Regions from separate parts of the Arachis hypogaea genome. Here region 1 is linked to region 2. A link is a contact called in public Hi-C data. All regions are on one chromosome and are shown on one strand. The core of a region is the stretch at or near the end of the contact, and the rest is flanking DNA. Distances in the headings are between cores, read along the strand shown. Region 1 holds the start of LOC112715419 (eukaryotic translation initiation factor 3 subunit F). Region 2 holds the start of LOC112715417 (glycosylinositol phosphorylceramide mannosyl transferase 1).

The links. A called contact is a pair of places that touch in the nucleus more often than the background predicts.
Region 1: a contact with region 2 is called in a Hi-C map of leaf, with 2.6 times the contacts expected there. The contact joins the promoter of LOC112715419 here to the promoter of LOC112715417 in region 2. A contact is called at or near these places in 2 of 8 Hi-C or Micro-C datasets (both in leaf).

Annotation. Positions count from the first base shown.
Region 1 is chr10:26,123,880-26,129,888 of arahy.Tifrunner.gnm2.J5K5, forward strand. It overlaps LOC112715419 (eukaryotic translation initiation factor 3 subunit F), which reads left to right and starts at 1,503. Exons shown (of 6, transcript XM_025767187.2): 1 at 1,503-1,904; 2 at 3,166-3,245; 3 at 3,638-3,867; 4 at 4,461-4,582; 5 at 4,661-4,774; 6 at 4,964-5,271. The coding sequence starts at 1,674. The coding sequence ends at 5,053.
Region 2 is chr10:25,612,891-25,619,107 of arahy.Tifrunner.gnm2.J5K5, forward strand. LOC112715417 (glycosylinositol phosphorylceramide mannosyl transferase 1) reads right to left here and starts at 3,053. Exons shown (of 5, transcript XM_025767185.3): 1 at 2,313-3,053; 2 at 928-1,324; 3 at 410-573; 4 at 220-290. The coding sequence starts at 2,515.

The sequences.
Region 1 (6,009 bases), core at 253-2,752, 510 kb after region 2:
TCTGATTCAGAAATATGTATAAGGAACAAGGTTGCAAAGCTTACCAAAAGGAGTCTACTCATCATACCAAATTGATTTGTGGACATCCCTAATATTCCAATGAAGCCCTTCCTTAAGATGCTCATAGGCACTAACAATGTTCTTCCAGGTAGCCGATGAAGAATTTCTACTGTTTTCGTTCATACCAGATTGATTCCTGAGATATTTATGCTTCAGAACCTGCACCCACAACTTCTCACTATTATTTAGACAATCCCATACCAACTTTTTCAGAAGCGCCATGTTAGCACAGGTAGTATCCCCAATACCCAATCCTCCTTCCATTTTAGGAGTTATGGCGACCTCCCACCTGACCAGAGGCAGCCCAATAAGATACGGAGGATTGGGTATTAGGGATACTACCTGTGCTAACATGGCGTTTCTGGGAAAGTTGGTATGAGATTGTCTAAATAATAGTGAGAAGTTGTGGGTGCAGGTTTTGAAGCATAAATATCTCAAGAATCAATCTGGTATGAACGAAAACAGTAGAAATTCTTCATCGGCTACCTGGAAGAACATTATTAGTGCCTATGAGCATCTCAAGGAAGGGTTTCATTGGAATATTGGGGATGTCTACAAATCAGTTTGGTATGATGAGCGGACTCCTTTTGGTAAGCTTTGCAACCTTGTTCCTTATGTACATATTTCTGAATTAGATTTTATAGTGACTGACTTATGAAAAAGGTGTATAAAAACTACTTATTATTTTTAGTATATAAAAAATTTTGCGTAAAAATGAGCGAATGAAAAAAATCTAACGATTTTTGATGTATAATTTTTTATATAAGTGTAAATTTTCTTATATATACAAAAATATTATAAAACTTTTTATAGTTTAAGAATTGTAAATATTATTTAATCATATTATTTTTATTATTATCTAAATTATTTGGTCTATTCTATTTATTTCTTATCTACAAATTTTAATGGTAATATTCTTTTTTATTGACTTTATACCCAACAAGTTCCAATTTCATTGTTAATTTGAACAATTTAAAAACTTCTCACATATTAATAAATTTATAAGTTACTACTTTTTTTTATGTGACCTTCTTATTTGAATTGAATTTATCATTATTTCAATTATAAAGTTCTTACACATTCGATATATATATATAGTTTTCCAGAAAACAATAACAAGAAAAAGACAACTATTTTATTTTTTAAAAATTATATAAGATGTAAAAGATAAAAGATATGATTCAGTAGTATTTCTTAAATAAAAAGGAAACAATACCAAGCTTATGAAAAAGGACATAGTACTATAGTAGACAAACTATTTACATCTAAAATTACAAGATAAGATAAGATACGAAAAATAATAAATAGTTTTTTATAAATATTATCTAAAATGGTTTAAGTTGATAAAATTATCCCTAAGTAACTAAACACTGTTTTATACGGAGTTACGGACACTTAATTATGCGTTATTATTTTAGGAAAAATAATCATATTTTACATTTATTATTTTTTTGAAAAAAGAACACCGTCTTATAAATTAGCCGAAGGCCCAATCCAAGCCCATTCCTAAAACCCTAACAAATAGCAATGTGTGTTTGTCACCGTCGTAACTCGTTTGTTGCAGCTGAGCAGTGAGTATCGAGTAGCGAATCAATCAAATTGGAGCTACGAACATGGCGGCGAGCGATCGCACAGTATTGCAGTTTTCTTCTTCGTCCTCTTCTTCGACGAGCTTGTCTGCGAGGGTGCACCCTCTGGTTGTGTTCAACATCTGCGATTGCTACGTTCGGCGCCCCGACCAAGCTGAGCGCGTCATTGGAACCCTACTCGGCTCCGTCCTCCCCGATGGCACCGTCGATATTCGCAACTCCTACGCCGTTCCTCATAATGAGTCCGTCGATCAGGTCCCTTCACCCATCCAAATCACCACTTTATTTATTTTTTTATTTCGGGAACTGTTGTGAATGGAAATTTGTTAGCTGCACATGTGATTGGAGATCAGTAGTTCTAAATCTGGATATGAATCAAGCGATTGGATTTTTATTTATAGGTTTATATTCAGTTTTTTTTCATGTTTATTCGATTTATTATTTCAGTATATGGTTTGATTTTTTTGAAATAGAGTATAAGTTGCTCCATAGTATTTCATGCTTGTGCTAAACAATATGGTAGGTAATGTTACTGGGTATTTGTTGTGTGGTTTATCACTTCATTCTCGTTATCAATTGTTTCTTCATAATTATAGATCGTAGCCTGTAGCAGTGTATGTATGTGCCTCGCACTCGATGTGGCTTCATATTGGTGAAATATTAAACTTATAGTTCGTTATGATTATGATGATGTTGATACATTTTTTTTGAACAACCAACACTGGTGAGAGAGGTTTCATGTGGTATGAGTGTCAACCTGACCGGTTTAAGCCTTGTGTGCGGCCCGAATCTTCTTTTATCTTATGGGTAGGCTTTTAGGCTAATATGGTGGATTTTTTTTACTGAAACTGAGGAAGTTACGGTAACAAACATCAGTAGATAAGAGTTTCGGCTAATCTTGTTATTGGATGTATTTTTTAGTTTACTTCTATTGTATCCTATAATTGCATTTCCTGAGTTTTCCCTCCGACTAGGTTCTATTAGGTGATGATGGCATTCTTTACTTCTGTTTTTTTCCTTTTGAAGGCAGTTCTTTTCACTTCTTGTTGATAGGGCTAATAATTTTTTCCCAAAGCTATTAGTATGACTGAATTATATAGAATTTAGAAAGGAAGCTTGAAGTGCATGATTATAAATTTGTTCTCCAGACATTAGTCAGGTATCCTCTTCAATGCATTATTGATGATACCGTTACAAGTCTGGAAAATTAATTGAGTCCATCGTTACAGATGTGATTGTTTTCAGTGCTCACATCTGCTCCATTGGGCCTCCACATCTCAAAAGTATGAGTTTTAATTTCTTTTACCAAATAAACAAAAGTGTTCATAAATTTGGTTTTCAAGAAAATGTGGGAGCACAGATATTTGGTGCACGGATAGTTGCCATTATCATATGGAATCAGGGGAAATAGTTGTAAACAAGAAATCTACTTTTGACCTTTTAATTTCCTCTTCTGGTGACTATTTAAACATTTACTCTCAAATAGATATTATAATTTTTTTTCTTTTCCTTTCAGGTTGCCCTGGATATTGAGTATCACCACAACATGTTAATATCCCACCAAAAAGTGAATCCAAAGGAAGTCATAGTTGGATGGTAAGAAAATTTACTTTAATATGGATTGTCTTAAACTTGTTGCTGAAGTGCTATGCAATAGTCTTATTGTTGAGGTGTTGACCAATAATGCTCTGAAACTCTTAGGGCCTAGGTGAAAAAAGTTTCTTGTCTTTTGGTTTTTGCAGGGCCCAGTGTTTTGTCAATTTTTGTACAGTGTTATGCAAGAAGTTATCTGAAAAATGTGTTTCCTGGAAACGTCTATTTGATGAATATGGTGCTATCACATCTTAGTGAATTTAAAGCAAATGATTTATCCAAAGGGATCTTCGCTAATTAATTGCAAAGAAACTGCAATGATGTTTGTTTGTGTTTAAATGTTTCTCTCCTGTTTTTCTTCCCTGCCCTTTTATGTGTTTGGTTGATCCATTCAGGTATTCAACTGGTCTCGGAGTTACTGGTGGTAGTGCATTGATCCATGAATTTTATTCTAGAGAAGTACCCAATCCCATACATTTGACTGTTGATACTGGATTCACAAATGGAGAGGGTACCATAAAGGCATATGTTTCAAACAATTTATCTCTCGGAGACCGCCAAATTGCTGCACAGTTTCAAGAAATTCCATTGGATCTTCGTATGGTTGAGGCTGAGCGAGTTGGATGTAAGTATGGACTGTTGTAAAGCTCATGCATTTTTTCTCCTTCGATGAATTTTTAATTTCCAAAGATTTGTGTGTTTTCTTTCATGGATACTGGATACATCTGTAGACAGTTAGTGCTTCAAATTTCCTTGTTACATAATCAATGGCTGCTATTTCTCTAAGTTGTATTTTGAAGAAAACTAAGTGGCTATGAATATTTTGAAATTATTTAATAGATATATTGCTTTTTTTGCCAAAATAAAAAAAAATTCCACATACTGTTTTCTATCTGCATAATACTCATGTATGAAGAGATTCCACAAAATGTACAGTGTTTCCATACCCTGTTTTGAAAGAATTGTTTGAGATTCACATATAGATAAGCTGTTCCGTATTATATTTTTTTACTATAGAAGAATGCTCTCTTACATTTGTGTGAGGTCATTCTGATTCTTACTTCTGCTATACAATGCCCTGTGAATATCTTTTTCAGCTTATCATTTGCTTTTTTTTCTTGCGATAACATTATAGTTAAGTAGTGTGTAAGCTTATGCAGCTAAATGTTACATCGATTGGTTGAAGCTAATTGCATGATTATTCCATGTTAATGGCAGTTGATACTCTGAAGTCAACCAACGTTGACAAAATTCCCTCTGATTTAGAAGGGATGGAAATGTCAATGCAACATCTACTAGACTTGATCGATGACATGTACAGATATGTTGATGATGTTGTGGTAAGATGGATTTGCTCTCAGGTTCTCTAATCACTCACCTTTTCTTATGAGACTGTTTTAACCCTTTTTTCATCTCAGGAAGGGCGTGTTGCTCCGGACAATAAAATTGGGCGATATATATCAGATGCTGTAGGCTCCCTTCCCAAATTACCCCCAGATGCTTTTGATAAGCTTATTAATGACAGCTTGCAGGTATGATTATGACCTACTTTTTTATGGCCACTGATTTCCAATTGCGGGTTTTATAGTTTTATATACCAATTGTAAAATAAAAGATATGGTTGATTATTTTTTTGGGGTTATTTATTTGTTTATGAGCATGCCTTCTCTGCTTCCCATTCCTAGTCTATTGAGCTTATAATGATGTTTTGCCCATTTCAGGATCACTTGCTCTTGTTATATTTATCTAGCATCACAAGGACACAGCTTAGCTTGGCCGAAAAATTGAACACGGCTGCTCAAATTCTGTGATTTTTACGTTTTTCGAATCAACAAGCTCTTTATTTTTGCCCCTGAAAAGGTGCCCGTTGTTGTTATTTTCTAGTTAACCCCGAATATCAGAATTTTATAATGTACTTTTGGTTAGGTTTCATTTATTTTGTCAAAGGCCATAGTGTAGCCTTCACTTATGAAATGTCATGTAATCTGTTATACTTGAAAGAAAATGAGCGATATACTTTCCTTTGCAAGCTGTGTTTTGTTTAGTGCTTGAATTAATCTCGTTCAACGTTCTTTTAAGCTCTTAAATTTTCAATTATGAAGTATTAGTGGCAGTATGGACATTTCTCAGCAGGTCTTAATTCTGCTTTGGGCACTACATAAAAAGATTATAAAAAACATACTTTAAAAACTGAGGCATCTGTTGCTCATGGGAACAGAAGCCATGCGTTATTGCGTTACGTGCGAAAGAAAAATCTAATCTTTTGACCATGTTTTAGGTTTGTTAATATAACATATGGATCCTTTTATCTTTTGCCCTCAATTGATAACCTTGTATCTACCTTTTCGGAATGCTGGAAAGGTACAAGAAAAAGGTTAATTTTCAATTTCCGAAAATTTCCTATGTTTATCTTTCGGCAAACTCTTGACTTTTGTATACTTAAAAAAAAAAAGTGTAACGCAAGAGCATTTTTTTTTTGGTAGTTATATTGAACCTTATCTAAAGAAAGTTGTTAGTGTAAAATGGTGAACATGTTCTACACTTGGGTTTCAACAAGGTCTGCTGAACATGATATTTATTGTGGCTACTAATAATGAACAAAAGCTTAGTAACTCCGTCTTTTTTGGACTTGTTAGTAACTCCGTTTAAATAAATGGAAAAAGGATACAGATTTTTGTCAAACGTTTTTGAAGAAAAAACAACTATTAAAACGAAGTGATTGTAATCATTCCATTTGTTCCCCGTGTGTAATTTTATTTCCTTTCTT
Region 2 (6,217 bases), core at 1,803-4,302:
TACATTAGCATTTCTGTATTTATTTCGAAAAAGATTACATTCAATAGATCATTTAATTAGCTACAACCACAATCCAACAAGTGTCACATTTCAATTCAAGGCAAGCACATAGGAATTTATTTAGATAAAAAGCTAAATAAAGAGGGAGGTGGGACCATGCCATTCTAAACAAAAGCACTCAATTAAAGTTATGCAATCTGTTTCTGAAGCGCCAATTACCTTGGACCCATATTGGGGGTGCATCAGTGGCATTTGCAACGAGGAAAGACATTGCAATATCTTCACAGTTCCTGGTATATCAAGTGAACAATTCAGCAAATAAAAAACAAGCTGCAATTACATAGTTGGGAAGGTAAAGTTTTGATATATAGAAAAGCAGCGAGTGATCAGAGATAGTCAAGAGGAAAACCTATTATGAGTCACATATTCTCTAATTGATGCTGGCATCTCATTCGTGTAGACACTGAAATACTTTTTGTGGAAGAAAGCTGCCTTTGAAAGTACCATGCTATATGTACCTGTCCACCACACAGACCACCACCCCGCATATCTAAATTTAATGCCACCACTTTCCTGCAAGAACATCAATAACTTGAAATATTAGAATTGAAGATGGAGGTATGCCAAGGACTTAGCCTTGCAAGTTCGCATAATAGTTAATCTACTCTCCGCATTGGCATTCTCTTGAAGGTTGGATCAACACATCAAGATATTTAATTCCTCAATCTATATCAAATCATTCAGAACAAGAAACAATGGATTAAAAAATTCAAATCAGGAAGACTTGGCTTTTTTTCCAAGGTAATTTTATCATATAATTTTTCAGATACTGGAAATTCAAATCTTAGGCACAAAATACGAAGATGAAAAGATATACCAGGGATGGTGAAAAACCAGTTGATAAAAATAAAAAAACTAAAAGCATACCGATGAATCCAACCAATGTGCCCGAGGTACAAACCCAACCATTGTATCTGGAGCACTTTGCCAAACATCAAATGCAAATTCCACTGAAGAGCAAGGAAATATGACATCATCATCAATAGAAAAGACAGCATCTGTCTCCAAATCCTTAATTACTTTAAATCTATTATTCAGACTATCTTCCTTGTTGATATCAATCTTCAATTTCACTTGTCGCCTATCTATAGACTTGGACTGTATTGCATGAAGAAGAAATTTTAAAAGATCATCTGAAGGAGGATCCGGTTCACTCCAAACTATATGTACCGATTCAAGTCGAGGGCAGGATGAATAATGTGCGATGGACTGCTTTAGGAGATCATATCTCTTCCATGTGTTCATTACAATAGAATATCCTTTTCTGTGGAGCATAAAATGAAATGAGTTTTCTGATTTTATAAGTGAAATACACTCAACATTCTTAGAGAGATTAAATCAAACAAAAAAAGATTTCCTTTAGCCACTCTTTTTTCCTGACGAAAAGAAATGAGAAGGAGGAAGACCTGATTTCTTAATTCTTATAGTCTTTATCCAGTTATTTACCAGGGTACTACACCAGAAAATAAGCAGATTCGACAATTTAATAAAAATGCTAAAATTTACAATTTGGAAGGTGCAATCAACATTCTCAGTTCAAAGATTGATGTTCAGTCCCGTTGCACTAAACTTGAAGGCATGAATAAGGCTTATAATATAGAATACAGACCACCTAAACCCCAAACAAAGTTTGTTTATTTCTCTATCCTTCAGCCAGAAGGGTGTGAACTGTTATTACTTATTACTTAGAAAGCCCATCAAGGAGTGATGAATTAAAATTCACAGGCCAAAACAGCTAATAATTCTGAAGGTACCTAGTCTTGAACCCCAATGACACTGAATACAATCTAATGAAAAATGCTAACATCGGAAACTCTTATTCATAAATATCAATGACCAAAATCCCCAAATACCGATAACAAGCCGTCTAAACACTAAAGAACCTTTCTCCTTATCCCCAACTTTCTCTACATGGAAATGAAAAGGCACAAAGAAAAAATAAATAAATAAATAAATAAACTAAATATTTTCAGTCAATTATAACTTCACTAAATTCCAAGTTCCAAGGCCAGGTATCAGCTACTAATTCTATTCCATTTAATCTCCCTCCATGCCAAAACAAGGAAGATTCGAATTAGATTCCAATCTCATCTAGATACTACTATTATTTAATCTTTTTCTTTCCCAATGTTTTACCTCCAACTTAACTATCACACTCGTCATTATTATTTTCCTTCTCTGAAAATAATAAGGAAACAATGGCAGAAAAACATGACAATGACGATTTGAGAGAGAGAGAGAGAGTAACTAACCCCGAAGCATGGGAGCGAGGAAGCGAAGGAGGGAAATCAGAGAACACGACGAAGGTGGAAATGGTGGTGGCGAGTACGATGAGCACCAAAGCAATACAACAGCAGAGGAGGAGGTTGATCCTGGCAGATTTGACGGCGGAAGCCGCCAGCAACCGGAACCTCTGCTCCGGACGCCGCTTCAAGAACCAGCTCCCTCTCATCATTCAATGGAATCGCCGAACCCTACGAATCGACTCGGATCGGTCCGTTTCAGCAACGGCAACTCGGCGACGCGCCACCTTCCATGGTCGATTAGGTTTGCAGGAGAGGGACGAAGCTCCAAGCACGCGCGGCACGTGCCTTATGGTGGAGCCGTTACAGGGGAGATGTTACGGTGCGGCGTGGATGCAGGGTAAAATAGGAAAAGTGGAAAAGAATAATGAAGAAAAATAAATGACGGAATGGATGAAGCGAGTTCGGTGTTAGTGTGTTTAAACTTTAATGTGACCTTGTTCTGTTCTGTTCTGTCCTGTATATGATTCTTCGCGTTTTTTGATATTTGAGACACACACACTCTCTCTCTCTCTCTCTCTCTCTCTCTCTCTCTCTCATCAGACGAAAGAGAAAGAAGAGAGTAAGAGACATGGATTCCGTTCTGTTACTTGGGCATGACGCGCCACGTGGTGGCTTCATCCATCGTTCAATTGGGTCGTAATATTGCAGCTGAAAAACGCGGCTCCCAAGACTTTCACCTATGGTTTTTACGTAAAAGGCTTTTATTTTCTTGAAGTTTATATCGCATTATAAAATTTGACAAAAATAATAATAATAATAATAATTTTTTAATAACATTATATGATTAAATTGTTCTAATAGTTTATTAGTATAATAAAAATCAGTTTAAAAAAAAAGAAGAAACATCTAAAGAAAAAAAATTGGTTACAAAAATAATTTGTTTATTTAACAATATTATGTAAACACTTAAATTAGTCACTAAATTAGTCAATATGTATTATATTTCAATTTAAATATATATATTATTTAATTTATTTTAATATATATATATATATAATAATGTATTTTAATATATATTTTATTCAAATATTTATTTTAGTAACTAATTTTTTGTGTACATAAAATATAATTATTTTTTAAGGTAAATGACATAAACAAATTAAATAACATCTAATATTACACCAATGTCCTAAATAAATTAGCTTATATGCATGTCCTAAAATAAATTTATATAAATCGAATCAGCTAAATTCGATTTTATGTTTTGAAAAATTCAAAGTTTAAATTAGAAATAATGTCATTAAAGTATAAGTTTGATACTTAATTTCACAAATTAAATGATAATTTAATTGATGTAATATTTTAATTATTTTTTAAATTACATATTATATAAATATAATTGGTTATTATATATTAAAGGTTAATTTATACAGTTGATTCCTATATTTTCACTAAAATTATAAATTAATTTATATACTTTAAAAATTTATAATTAAGTCCTTGTACAAAATATAATTTTATAATTAGACACTCAATAATATAACAATTTGAATTTTTAAAAAATTAAATAATTAATTATTTATAAATTATTATATTATATTAAAATTTTATTTTTAAAAAATTATTTTTAATAAAAAAAATTAAATAAAATTTTATAATTATTAAAATTTAATTTAATTATGACGTATTTATTAAACTTAAATTATTTACCAAAAAAAATTTTGACAAAAAAAATTTAATTGATTTTTATTGTTATTATATTTATTATTACTATTATCATTATCATTATCATACTATTATCATTATTATTATTATTACTATTATTATATTATCATTGTTATCAATATTATCATTATTATATTATCATTTTTATATAATTATTTAATATTATTTTATTATTATTACTATATTATATTATTATTTATTTTTCTTTTCTTTTTGGCCGAAGCCTCAAGGGACCAAGTGAAAGAATGAAATAACTTAGCTTGCATGCTTATATACATATATAATTCTTAAAGCATGTTTCTTTTGTATATATATAACCAAATGACACCTAACCTTCTATATTGATTAATCATCATCATCAACATCTTATCTTTTCTCATGAACCACCGAAACCATAAGCAAACAAGAGCAAACAAGAAAGAAAGCCCGTGAGAGAGGAAAGAATGGTTCCATGGAACCGTGACCTTCAAACTTTGATTTTTTGCGATCCATTAACTCTAATAAAAAATTTAATTTGATAAAAGTGTTTATATTCTCTTTTTTTACATGTTGGTATTACTTTTGTCTTATAGAAATTGCAGTGACGTAGCTCCTCTTTTTTTTTTTGAGTTCGGCCAATTAAAATTCTAGGAGACACAGGCAATTTTTAATGTTTTTTTCTTTAACAACTCGATCAAAAAATTTCTCTAGAATTTTCGTTGATTCTGATTTCATAAAGAGGTAGGGGGTTTATTTTTAAAATTATAAATTTTTAATTCATGAATGCTAAAAAACTTAATGAGTAATTGCAAATAATTTATGATTGTCTGGACTGGTTGAACGACGAATTTGTGTTAGATTTGTGATTGTAAAAATAATTGAATTTGATTAATATGTGTTTGATTTTCTGAATGTTTGAGAATTATCGAAACTGTAGCTGTGAATAAATTATATGTATGCTTTGGTAAAATAATGTATGAATTGAATACTGGTTTGGATTGAGATAAGTTAAGGAATGATGGAAGTAAGCGAGCTGTGAGAGTGGTGAAGTCTATTTTAAGGAGAGGTTCTGCCAAGTTCTCATAAAAATATACAAAAAAAAGTTATTTTATTTTGAAAACCTGATTTACAAACTTATTTTGAAAAATGACTCTATGTTAGAAAAAGATTTGGTTTACATATTTACTCATAATTGAAAAAACAATTTTTATATTAAGAATTTGACTTATTGAAAATAATCTTTGAGAATTGAAAATGGATTTAAAATATTGAATTTGATTTGTTTGAATTATCAAAAAGGATTTTTGAGAATTGAAAATGGTTTGGAAGGGACCCTTAAAGGGTGGCAAAGCCCAGATTTTAGAGAAAATGCTGCAGAAATTTTATAAAACTCTGAGGCTTATTTAAAGTTTTATCTAAAAGAAAGTTGAGTTTAAAAAACTATATTATTTGTTTTCGATTTGCTAAGAAAAGAATAAATTATGCTATGATTTTAAATTGTGAGGAAAAGCATTTTGTTTTGAGATCTTTTATTAAGAAACTGAATTTTTCTTTAATTAAACGTTAAAAAAGTTTGAGTATATGAAAAATTAAAGATTTTAATGCTAAGACTGAAAGTATACCTATGTGGGGATGTGGAGGTAAGAGTGATTGATTACTTGGTGATGCGGAGGTATGTGTAATTAAGCAGTGATGCGGAGGTATGTTTAATAGTGTAGGTGATGCGGAGGTGTGTGTATGTAATTGGTAATGTGGAGGCATAATAAAGAGAAAGAGAATGAAAAGTTCTAATGCGGAAGTTCCCACTTGACTGATAGCCTAAGGTTGCTAATGCGGGAATGTTCACCTAATTGATAGCATATTGCTTAACTGAAAGGGCCTTTGTGCCAAATTGCTAATGCGGAAGTTCCTGCCTAACTGATAGCCTAAAGTTGCAAATGCAGGAATGTTTGCATAACTAATAGCCTTTTTCTACCGTGATGCCAAGATATCCTAACTGACATACCCATAACGATACTTGTGCCTGACTGACACGGTAAAGAAACCATATTCGAATTTATACTTGATAAGTGAAAAGAAAAGATATACCGAGAGAGATAAAAGCGTGTCGTAAGTCAAAAACCGTATCGATAACGATGAATTTGAACGTCGAGTTAAATTCATCTATGGAATCTTTACTACTAGCTGTTCTTGATTAAATTAGCTTA